Regions from separate parts of the Mus musculus genome. Here region 2 is linked to region 1. Evidence: chromatin contacts called from public Hi-C data. All regions are on one chromosome and are shown on one strand. Each heading gives the region's core, a stretch centred on a gene start, on an enhancer-like site or on the middle of the called end of the contact. The rest is flanking DNA. Distances are from core to core; before and after follow the strand shown. Region 1 holds the start of 4930488B22Rik (RIKEN cDNA 4930488B22 gene). Region 2 has its middle 7.3 kb from the start of Gm34229.

Region 1 (5,941 bases), core at 2,157-4,656:
TGACTTGCTATCTCAGGGTTTTACTGCTCTAGGCTAATGTATAAAAGTAGATATAGTCCCACAGACAAACACTGGGTGTAATCTTGGAGGCAGAGGCAATAGGTTCAGGAATTTGAGATCTGGGCTGGGCTACATGGTTAGCCGAGGCTAGCCTGGGCTTCCAGAGACTCTGCCTCAGATAAGAAAATCATCCTGTAAGTTATAAAGAAAGTCTGTCAGGAAGTCTGAGGCTCGCTTGGATGCCTCCCCTCAGCACACAGGAGGCTGTGTGGGATGTGCTGTCTTTGTAATCCTGGACAGCTTTTGTAACTTTGAACTCTAAGCTTCGGTTCACTTGTTGCTGTTGTTTTGTTTTTAACAAATTAAAATTGAAAATAAGTCTTTTTCATACAATATATTCTTTTTACAGTTTCTCCTCTCAGATCCTCCCACCTCCCCACTAATCCAACTCTTTGCTCTTCTCTCTCAACCCCCACCCCTTTTAGAAAACAAACAGAGGGGAAAAAATCTAAATAAACCAGAGTAAGATACAATGAAGAAAAAAAACCCACAAAAAACCAAAACTGAAGAAAAAGAATGAGAGGCACAAACATATCAGGACACATGCCCAGACAAGCATAAATCTCAATCCCATCCAATCTGAGAAAAAATATATCTTTTTATTATCATCTGTCTGTCTGTCTGTCTGTCTTCAAAAGACAAGTAAGATTTTTTTTTAAAGGCGAGACAAAGCATTATGAGAAAAAAAAAATCTCCCCAAATACCACTGGGTTCGTGTTTTGGATTAGCCATCTATTGCTGGGTATGGTGCGTGCCCTTGAATGTGGTTTGTATACCAGTGAGATGCCATTGGAGAGAACTGATTTTTCCCTTTGCTGTCAGTTGGGGATAGCTAAGCTTCAGTGCTCCTCTAAAAACAAGCACAACAGAGGCAGGAGAAATAGCTCCTGGTTAAGAGCACTCCTCTTCCTGAGGACTCAGGTTAGTTCCCCATGTTAGACAGTTCCCAATGACCTGTAACTCCAGCTCCAGAGATCCACCATTCTCTTCTGGACTCCCCAGGGGCATTGCACTCATACACGGACATACACACAATTAAAAAAAAGTACTCTGAAAAATGCTGAAGTAGGAATAGTAGTAATAACCCTGCCCCTTCCAGGTGACTGTGAAGAACGCATTACATAGAGTTAAACAGTAACCATGCCTCTGTTTAAACAGCAACCACTCCTGTATCCATGATAGCTGTTTCTGCATATGTAAAGGGCAACAGTAAGCTGTAAGTAACAGTAAGCTGTAAGTAAGTTTAGTACTGGTGAGGGAGTCACGTTACTATATAACAATATTCAGGACATTTTTATTTGGTGAAGCTGGAATTCTCTACTATTAAAAATCTTGCCACAAGAGGCTCCCGAGACCCCACCTCTAACAGGGGGACTGCGGGTGGCTAATGGCTGCAGGAGAAGGGGAGGTAGTTTCCTTCAGTAATGTAGCCACTGGTGTGTTCCCCCACTGGATATGAACTACTCATTCTTATCCATGTCACCATGGGGCGGGGAGGGGGACACATCAAAATAGAGGGAGCTTTTGGGAAGAAGAAGGGCTTGAGAGAAAGTGGGTGGAGAGGAAGGAAAAGAGGGAGAGTAGGAGAAGGATAGAGGGAGGGGGGAGGGTAATAGAGGTGAAAAATACCCTAAATTCAGAATCCACTCGAATAAAGTTGTCAAGGAATGAAAAGCAAGGCAAAACCTTTCCCATAATTAATATTTTTATATTGATGGGAATCAAACCCCAGGCTTTGGACCAGAAATCTCTTCTTAAGAGCTAACCATCCTAGTTAAGTATTAAAGTCATTCTCTCAGGGCAGCTGGAGTAGTTGGGAAAGGACAGCCAGAGAGGCGACGATGTCATCAGGCCTCACCCCTTCCTTCCCTGCTGCATGCGCTGCACATACCCTTGCATTGGAGATGACCGGTGGCTTCCTTCGTGGCTAGTGAGGTGGGTCCTGTGTGGTCCACAGCTGCCTGTAACTCCTACTCAAAGGGATTTTGCTCCCTCTTTTGGTTTCTATGGGCATCATGCACCTGTGCCCATATCTCTCCCCCACCCCAAACACATAATTAAAAATTGAATAAAAATCTAAGATTAATACAATGGCAGTACTGCCTTTAGGTGCAACTTGAGATGGTATAGGCCTTAAAGGAAAGTTATTAACTCCCAGGACTGAAGGCTGACGGTGGGGAAGGGAGCTGCACTCAGGGATCTGTCTGAGAGGATCTTCATCCATGCTTCTCTCGGTATCTCCCTACACTAAGTCTGACTCATCCTGCTACCAAGCCTCTGTTCTTGTGTGTACTACACCAGCTAAAATCCACATGGTCTCTTACCCTAGGAAGATGTTGGATGACAATGATGGAATCCATAGGCCCCTCCTTTTGTCTGCATCAGCTGACCTTGATCCTTTGCCCTTTCCTGTCCACGGAGATTCCCTCAAAAAACCCTGAGTGAATTTGGAAAGAGGAAAAGGGAAACAGAAGATGAAATTCAGGAATCTATTACTGTACCTATCTTCAATTAGGGCACGAGTATGTTCTTTTATTTCCCTTCTTACCAGTTTACCAAGAAGCCATCTTCGAACTGGGGAGTGTTGACAGCTGTGGATCTCACCTGGACAGGCACACAGTTGATGACATCATTTCAGTCTTGACAGGATGCCTTCGTTTTACACGATGAACTCTGACCCTCTTGCGGGTCACGTCCCTCTTGGGGATTTGTTAGAATCCAGATTTAACTACCTCTCTACTAGATTTGCTTTTATAGATCTTCAGTGAGGTAGGGACTGGATATGTGGATGGTTAATGAGTATCCAAGGGGTTGTTATGATCAGACCAGTTTAGGAAATAGTGTAGTAGTGGTGGTGACGAGTGAGAAATGTCCTCACAGGCTCAGGTACTTGAATGTGTGGTTCCATGTGCTGTTTGGGAAGTCATGGAACCTTTAGGTGGTGCAGCCATGCAGGAGGAAGCACGCCACTGAGGGTGGGCATTGAGTGATCATGGCCTCAGTCCTCTCTCTGCTCTGTTTGCAGTGACAGAAGTGATTTTTCTTAGCTTCCCACTTTCTGGTCATTGTGTGTTATCACAACAGGAAAGCGACTGACACACTGACATCCTTTGCTGTGGCTGTTAGAGAACACAATAATCCCACCGGCTGGGTAAATGGCTCTGTAAATGTCCAGTGTTGAGGTTTCGCCTTTTACTGTCTATTGTAATGCTAAGTGTGGGCCCCCAAGACCTGGAGTCTGCACACAGCTCATGTGACCCTGTCCCCAAGTTAATTCTGATTGGTGAATAAAGATGTCAATAGCTGTGCAGAAGAGACATAGGTAGGGTTTAGGATTCCCAGGCTTGTGGGAGAGGAGCGCTCACTGGAGAGGAGGAAGGAAAGTCACAATGGGTTAAGGGTCAAGGGTCATGAGAACTACCCAATCAGAGTTAAGAGCAGCCCAGATGGAACATGGTAAATAGTAAGTAATAACTCAGGGTTATCAATAGTGAAGTGGATTCTAACAGCTTGGAGGTGAGGTATCCATCCGTTCAGCTATTGTGCTGCTTAAGGCTTGTAACTATGAAGGCTGTGAGTGTGTTTTTCATCCAGGAACTCAATAACCAAAGGTGGGGTAGAAACCTCGGCTGGGATTTAAATAATTTATTATAACACTCCAGAGGTAAGGTATGGATTTAGGGTGCTGATATCAATTTCAACTGTGCATTCTTTGTCATCCCCTCCCTTCTTCCGTCTCTCCATCCTTTTCCTCCTTTCAGGCTTCCATCTCTGTTTTATTTTCAATCGCGTGTCTTTGTGCCCTTGTGTCGGTCCCACTGAGGCCAGAAGAGGGCACCCAGTCACCTGGAACTGGAGTTACAGCTGGTTGTGAGCTGGCTGATATGGGTGCTGAGAACTGAGCTTAGGACCACAGCAGGAACCTTGCTTGCTTTTAAACCAGAGAGCTACCTCTCCAGTCCCATCTTCCCCTGTTTGCTTCCTTCCTCCCTTCTTCTCCTCCCCCCACCCCCCTCTCTGTTTTTGTGGTACAGAGGCTCACTCTGCTCAGGCTGGCCTGGAACTCACTTTGTTGCCAGGGTTGACCTTGAACTCCAAATGTTTTTGTCTCTGCATCCCCAAAGGCTGGGATTTCTGGCTCACACCTCCGGGCTCACTCTCCCATTTTTGTCTTCTCCTTGAACAAATTTTATTGTACTATTTAAGTATTATATCACAAATTATTATTATTTTTGCAAACAAAGTAGACTATAATAGAAGGAATTCTGGCAGGATGTAAAGGGACGGATTCTACGGGTCATTCTGAAGACACTTTTCGATGGACTGTTTCTGGAAGTGTGAAAGCCACCCAGAGATGTTTCCACAAGTCACAGCAGGCTGGGGAGGGAGTATCAGCTTGTTTCTTAGGCTACTACCCCAATTTAGCATCAACCTAGTGACTTAAAACTTCCTCACTTTATTGTCTCACCATTCTGGATGCCAGACATCTGAAATGAGTTTTTCAGGGTGAAGACATGGTGTTGACAGGGGTAGATCCTTCTGGAAGTCACAAGGGGAGAAATGTGCTTTATTATAGCTTCAGGTTGCTGCTGGCACTCCGTGGTTTATGTCCTTGTCACCTCAGTCCTGGTTTCTCTGATGACATAGACTTCTGTTCTGCATCAAATTTCCTTTGGGCCTCCTCATGTGTGTGTGTGTGTGTGTGTGTGTGTGTGTGTGATGTGTGTGTATATATGTATATACATGTATACATGTGTGTATGAAGGTCAGAGGTGAGCCTTGGGTGTTGCTTTAGACGTATTCATCTTATATGGTATGCATGTGGTATATGTGTGCATTGTTTGTATGTGTGTGTGTGTGCACATGTGTTTGCTTGTAGATGTTAGAGAAAAACTTTGGGTGTGCCGTCCTATCTATCTCTGCATTATTCTTTTGAGACAGGCTGTCTCAACTGAACCCAGAGCTATACCAGCAGCCAGTAAGTTGCAGGGATCCTCCTGTCTCCGTGCTTCACAGTGCCATGGATACAACCACATCTGTTTTTATTTCTATTTTTATTTTTTTAATGTGCATACTTGGGACACTCATGTTTGCATAACAAGTCCCCCCCCCCAAGTCATATTTCTAGCCCTCTTGCATTTGAGACAAGGTCTCTCATTGGCTGGGGGGGGGGTCCACCAATTAGGACAGGTTGGTTGGTCAATAAGCCTTAAGAATCCTCCTGCTTCTGCTTCCCCAGTGCTGGGATAAAGGTATGTGCCAGCACACTTGGCTTTAACAGGAACTCTGAGATCCATACTTGGGTCTTCAAGCTTGCACAGAAAGACTATTATTCATTTGTCTCCCCAGTCCTTTGCCTTTTATAAATGATGTGTGGTTTCATTCAGCACCAACACACAGACTCCAGTGTCAGCTGCCATCACAGGGTCTTTAAATTGATTACACCTGCATCCTCCTTTTCCAAATAAGGTAACCCTCACAATATTGGTAATACTGGGAATAGGGATGTGCTAATTAGTTCTGTCAACTTGATACACACTAGAGATACTTTAGAAGAGGGAGTCTCAGCTGAGAAATTGCCTCCATCAGATCGGCCTGTGGGCAAGCAGGAACATTTTCTTGATTCCTAACTGGTGTGGGAGGGCCCAGCTCATGGTGGGCAGTGGCGTCCCTGTGCAGATAGGCTTGATTTATTCAAAGAAGACAGCTGAACAGGCCAGAGGGAAGACTAGTGAGCAGCATTCTTCCATGGTCTCTGCTTCAGTTCCCGCCTCTAGGTTCCTGCTTGAGTTTCTGATCTGGCCTTCCTTGAAGACTAACTCTTCAAAAGCAAACTCTTTCCTCCCCAAGGCGTTTTTGGTCAATGTTTATCACAGCATCA
Region 2 (5,404 bases), core at 1,222-3,721, 270 kb after region 1:
CTCTGAGGGAACCTGCACTTAATGTGCATATATCTGTGCACATGCACAGGTGTGCATGCATGCATATAATAAAAATAAGCCTTAAAAACATCTCTATAGGAACAGGGGCAGTCTGGCTCGTGGCTTAAAGATATTTCTATACTTCCATCAAGAGATAGCTCTGCTATCTTCTGTGTGTCTGTGAGCTAAATGGTATGCTGCTGCCTCCAGCCACATGATGATGGACATTATGCTCTGAAATGAAACATTGTTACTGGATGGCTTATAAATCATCTTTGAAATTCATAATGAAAGCAACTATTTCTAGAAAAAAAAAACCCACATGTCCAAGATGGAACTCCTGTTGAATTCCTGTATTGTGCTTACTATACACAACCAGTATAACATTAATACAATATAGCCACTGTTATTTATCAAATCCTAAATGGCATTTTCACTTCATCATTTAAAATGAGCCCTGTGACATTAGTAAACTCCCTTTGGCTCTTTGGGCATCCATTTTTACCTCTATAAAAATACAAAGAGCTGATAAATCAGTCTCCCGTGCTTCCTACAGCGCTGCCTGCTACACACCTCCACACCCAGCGTCTGTGGCCATTGTTCTGATTTGGATGTGGTGGGGTAGGCAAGCAGAATCCACAGTTGGGCCCCAGTCTTGAGTCAGCCAGCGGGTTCAATCACTTCCGCTTCCGCACGGTAACTGGAATGACTCAAAAGAAACCCGATAGACCAGATGAGCTCAGTTTTCACTTCCTGCTCCAACTGACTTCACAAGGCTTTTATGAGCAATTAAAAGACTAGGGAGAAAAGAGAAGGCGAATCAAAGGCCCTAGTCCGTCCATTCACAAGTTGAATAATTACCCGAGTCATTAGTAAACTGTCCCTCATTCCCCGTTAGCTTGTGCCCAGCTTCCGCTCCGTAGAGTGCCTTTAAACTTCCATAAGCTTGGCACTGTCAAGGAGGTGGTGGACCCTCTGTGAGGGCAGCAGCTGAAAGCAGCCCCTCTGGATGGGATTCCAGGAGGAAGAATGACTCGAACAGAGCCACGCCTCCTTACATCCTGCATTCTGGTGGGAATGCATGCGCAGTCTCGTAACTGCTATGCGTGACAGTATCCCAGGAGACGTTCTCACACCCGTGGTCATAAAACCTTTTACACTTATTTATTGGTTATAGCGAATGGGTTATGTGAACTGAACAACTTTAATACTTTGATCTGACTAAATTAAGAAAGAACAGGTTTATTACCTATTTTGCTGGCTTACTGATTAAGGATAAAACTTTAATACAGTATAAAAACTGAGGAAGGTTTCGTATTAAGATCTAGTCTTTGGGGCAAACAACTCTCAGACTCTCTCTGATTAAGAAAATTTGTATTTTTCTTTTTTAGATACATTCTTTTCTCACTCCAGGATCTTCAAAAAAAAACTACACTGCACAACATTTTTTTAAAAATCATTTTAAAGACGGGATCTCAGAATGCACTTGGCATCAGAGTCACTCAAATATGATTACTGAGCCTCTTGACTCAGTTTCCCCAGTGTTAGGACCATAGGTGTATGTCTGACTGCAGCCACCTTGAAGAATAGTTAATTGGTATTTTTCTGATGCATCTTTGTAAAAGACAGATTACTTCTCATGCCAATGAACTGGCAGGTTCTCCTACCAGAAATCACTGGAAGGATTTCTCATTCTGTGTCCCAATTAGACTTTTATTGCTGTGATATATGCCACTACCAAAACCAACTTGGGAAGGAAGGGATTTATAATTTATAGTTTCTCATGAAGAAAAGTTGGAGCAGGAACCTGGAGGCAGGAAATTACAGAGATCATGGAGGAACGATTGCTTACTGGCTTGTTTTCCATGCCATCCAGTACCACCTGCGTAGTGGTGGCACTACAAGGGACTGAGCCCTCTTACAGTGAACATCAGTCAAGAAAATGCCATAGAATGGGTGGTAGCCTAAATCTGTGTGTATGTGTGTGTGTGTGTGTGTGTGTGTGTGTGTGTGTGTGTGCCTGTGTGTGTATTATGTGGGTGCATGCATGTGTGTATGTGTGTGTGCCATTGTGTGCATGTGTATGCCTCTGTGTGTGTACTTGTGTATGCATGTGTGTGCATGCATGTGTATATGTGTATGCATGCATGTGTGTATGTGTGTACGTGCACACGTGAGTGCATACCTTTGACCCAGCTACTAGCTGCCTTCATACACTTAAAAAAGGAATACTTACTCATTAACCAAACAAGTTCTAGAAAATAATTATTCACTTAACACAATAAATGGTGACTTCCTTGCTGTTTCCACTCCATTGCTGTTGCTGTGAACAAAAACAACATGCTAAATGGAGACTTAAGAGACCCCATGGGACCAATTGATGCCACGTGACTTCCTCCCAGCCTTCCCTGAAAATAACTATATTATAATGGTCTGAGATATTAATATCAGCTTTGGAAAAGTTAGGCAATAGCTCCATAGGGAAGGAAGTGGCCCGAGCAAGAACTGTGGAATGTGCAGTATTTGACCAGACGTGAGGCCACATATTTTTTTATAAACTGCAACACATAGTTAAATAAAGTAGGGGCACCAAATGAGCTAGTGGGTTAATTAGGGTTCAAAGGCCACCAGGGTAGTCGATCTGTAATCTCAGACTCCAAGATGTGATTAATAGGAAAGAGTTTCAGAAATTGAAATTCTCAAAAAAAAAAAAAAAGTAAAAGAAAGAAACCTTTTCCAAAGCATCCTCCCCACCCCGAATTTCTCTGTAGGTCTCTACCCACCACAGAGACAGGATCTTCCCTGCTGGCCTCTGTTTGTGTTGGAATTAGACGTGGGATGGGAGTGGTGGGTGCACACCCCAAGTGTTTCTGTGGCTTGATAGGTTTTTGCAGTGCTAGTAAAGTGAGCAGATCCAGAGGGCACATGGGCCACAATGCTGGTAGCTCAGTTCAGAGCCCCTTCAAATTCAAATCGCAGGCAGAAGCCCCACCCTGACCCTGGGACCCCATGCTCTCTGTAAGGTTCCAGAAACAGTTCCTTTCTTGTGGCTCATTGCGTTCTCTCCTCCGACTATGCCAGGAGCCAGTCAAAGTCTTGGGTTCTAAATTGCTGAGGTGCTTGAACACCACTCAAGGGTGGTCCCCAAATTCATAAAGCATAAAGATTCTCCTGGGAACAGATGTCTGTGGTGTGCTTAATTATCTAGGAGACATTGCTTCAGGCAATTATCTCTGTCTAATTCCTGGACAGTGGCCGATGGTTTGGCCAGATGGTCAGAGGCTTGGAAAGAATAACATTTGAGAAGGGGTGATGGGTACACTCAGGGAAGATACTGGATGCACGCCTTAAGATGAGCTCAGTGGATGAGACTTCATTCATCGGCAAGTTCACCAAGAGGCTCCACTGTGGAGGCAGCTTTACCACGTCAGAAAGACCAAAGGGCTTTTCCCTCATAGAGATCTTGTCTAAGTCTTTTCTTGGTCTGATGGAGAGGTTCAGATGATGGCAGGGATAAAGGCTGTGCAAAAATCTAGGTAGCAGGATCTTCCTCTCAGCATGGTGACCTAACAAGGGCCAGAGTTAGGTTCCAACTATGTAGAAGGAACAACCAGGCCTGAGCAGGAGGAAGATATTGACTTTAAAGAGCTTTAAAGCAAGCCGGGCTTGGTGGTGCATTCCTTTAATCCTAGCACTTGGGAGGTAGAGGCAGGTGGTTTTCTGAGTTCGAGGCCAGCCTGATCTACAAAGTGAGTTCCAGGACAGCCAGGGCTACACAGAGAAACCCTGTCTCAAAAAACCAAAAAAACCAAAACCAAAACCAAAAACAACCCAAAAACAAAAACAAAAAAAAGAGCTTTAAAGCGGACTATATTATAGAGTAGAAATTATGCCCCCATCAGTTATATATACATCATAACATACTTGTGTTATATTCTCTGGCTACCAATTTCATCAAATTTTAAATCCTTCAACATCATGAAGTTTTAATCTTTTTGTGCTGTTGCTTTATAAGCACCATAGTCAGATCAGTATCAAATTTCAGTATTTCTTGAAACAAAATTTTGCTCAGTAGAATCAAATAAGCTTTTGAGATAGGTGAGAGACTGATGGGCCTAACTACAGGTCCCACTGACCATAGCCTGACAGGAAGATGGATCTTCAACTCAGATATATTGTCTGCTGAAGGCTCTTAGAAACTTGGAGCGTTGGTTAGGATGGAGGCTTTGCTTTGAACTTATGGAGAATGAGTGGTACCCTTCCTGCCTGATTTGGGACCCCATGAAAAGAGATTGCTGAATTATTATTCGGGGTTGATGGACCCAGATTTCTAAAACAGGACAGGAAGAGGCGTGGCACCTCCTCTTGCACTGTCAGCTAGAGCAACTGAGGTGACCAGGAGATGACTGGAAACTAACTCAGGCTAGAACAGCAAGGACTCTCAGCTGCTAAATGGTTACATGTTGCCCTACTAAGCGCTAGCTGGGGGCAGTTATGACAAAGAATGGCTGTAGAGGAAAAGTTGGAGCACCTGCGGTAGTCTCGTCAGCTTGTAGGAAGGACTCATGTGCGTGGACTGTGTTGGTCATGGTGTGTTCTGTGGTCTCTTCTGACTGTAGGAAGGATTCTTGTGTGTGTGGACTGTGTTGGTCATGGTGTGCTTTGTATTTATTATCAAATGTGGAAATTCAGATGAGGTTGAAATAGGAGGAGTAGACACTGGCCAAAGAGCTGAGGCATTTGCTCTTGGAATGAGTAACCCAGCACTATGTTGTTGCTATTACAGTGGCTTTGTTTTAAGTTACAGAAGGTGGGGTCCCTATACTGAAAAGAAGGGTGTTTAGAAGGACACCTTTGAGAGGGAATGTTGATGAGATTATAAAGCAGTCTACGTAGACTTCAGTAGCCATGACTAATCTGAACACCCTTTCTCTGGGAGAAACGCCACGATAGGTGAGATCCCAGGAGCCCACTTTCCACTAGAGGGACAAGGAAAGCAGGTACCTCCCATTCCTGTTTCCTGAACTCAGTGCATCCTCATGGCTTATACTTGCTCAGTCCTGTTCAATATGTCCTCTGTATCTAGAAACCCAACGAATGGTGAGATGCAAAGGTCTCGAGTTAGGCTAGGGGAACATACAAAGGCAGAGTCAGAAGGGCCAAGGTCCCTGTGGACAATGTCCAGAGCTCATGACACTTTCAATGGGTATGGAGTTTCAGGTCTGGGACTTCCCATAGGCTCCTGTGGTGCCCATGCACGGATCTGACACATGGCTAATAAGATGGCAGCCACTATTCTTGCTAAAGACAACCAGGGTCACATCCTGCTCTTTGTGCAATCTGGTGGCTCCCGATGGCATTGATGCTGCTTCAAAGATGTCTGGTTACTTTGAGTTTCACGTGA

What was found. Hi-C and Micro-C count contacts between places; a contact is called where the count stands out from the background.
Region 2: a Hi-C map of bone marrow-derived macrophages shows a contact between it and region 1, with 30 read pairs. The contact joins the enhancer-like site here to the promoter of 4930488B22Rik in region 1. A contact is called at or near these places in 3 of 39 promoter capture datasets (embryonic stem cells and maxillary cranial neural crest), 7 of 484 Hi-C or Micro-C datasets (astrocytes, bone marrow-derived macrophages, cortical neurons and 3 more), 17 of 115 datasets of contacts at active chromatin or transcription factors (bone marrow-derived macrophages, craniofacial prominence, embryonic basal ganglia and 11 more) and 1 of 9 other capture datasets (bone marrow-derived macrophages).

What each region holds. Positions count from the first base shown.
Region 1 is chr1:184,709,962-184,715,902 of GRCm38.p6, reverse strand. 4930488B22Rik (RIKEN cDNA 4930488B22 gene) reads right to left here and starts at 3,406. Exons shown (of 3, transcript NR_040627.1): 1 at 2,609-3,406; 2 at 2,385-2,497.
Region 2 is chr1:184,436,733-184,442,136 of GRCm38.p6, reverse strand. No RefSeq gene overlaps it. Among named protein-coding and RNA genes, the nearest start is that of Gm34229, 7.3 kb to the right of the region's middle. Within about 2 kb of position 2,471, at least 6 of the 459 cell types and tissues checked have an H3K27ac peak or open chromatin away from gene starts, as enhancers often do. A contact at or near this core is called in bone marrow-derived macrophages and pancreatic cancer cells, where this site is marked.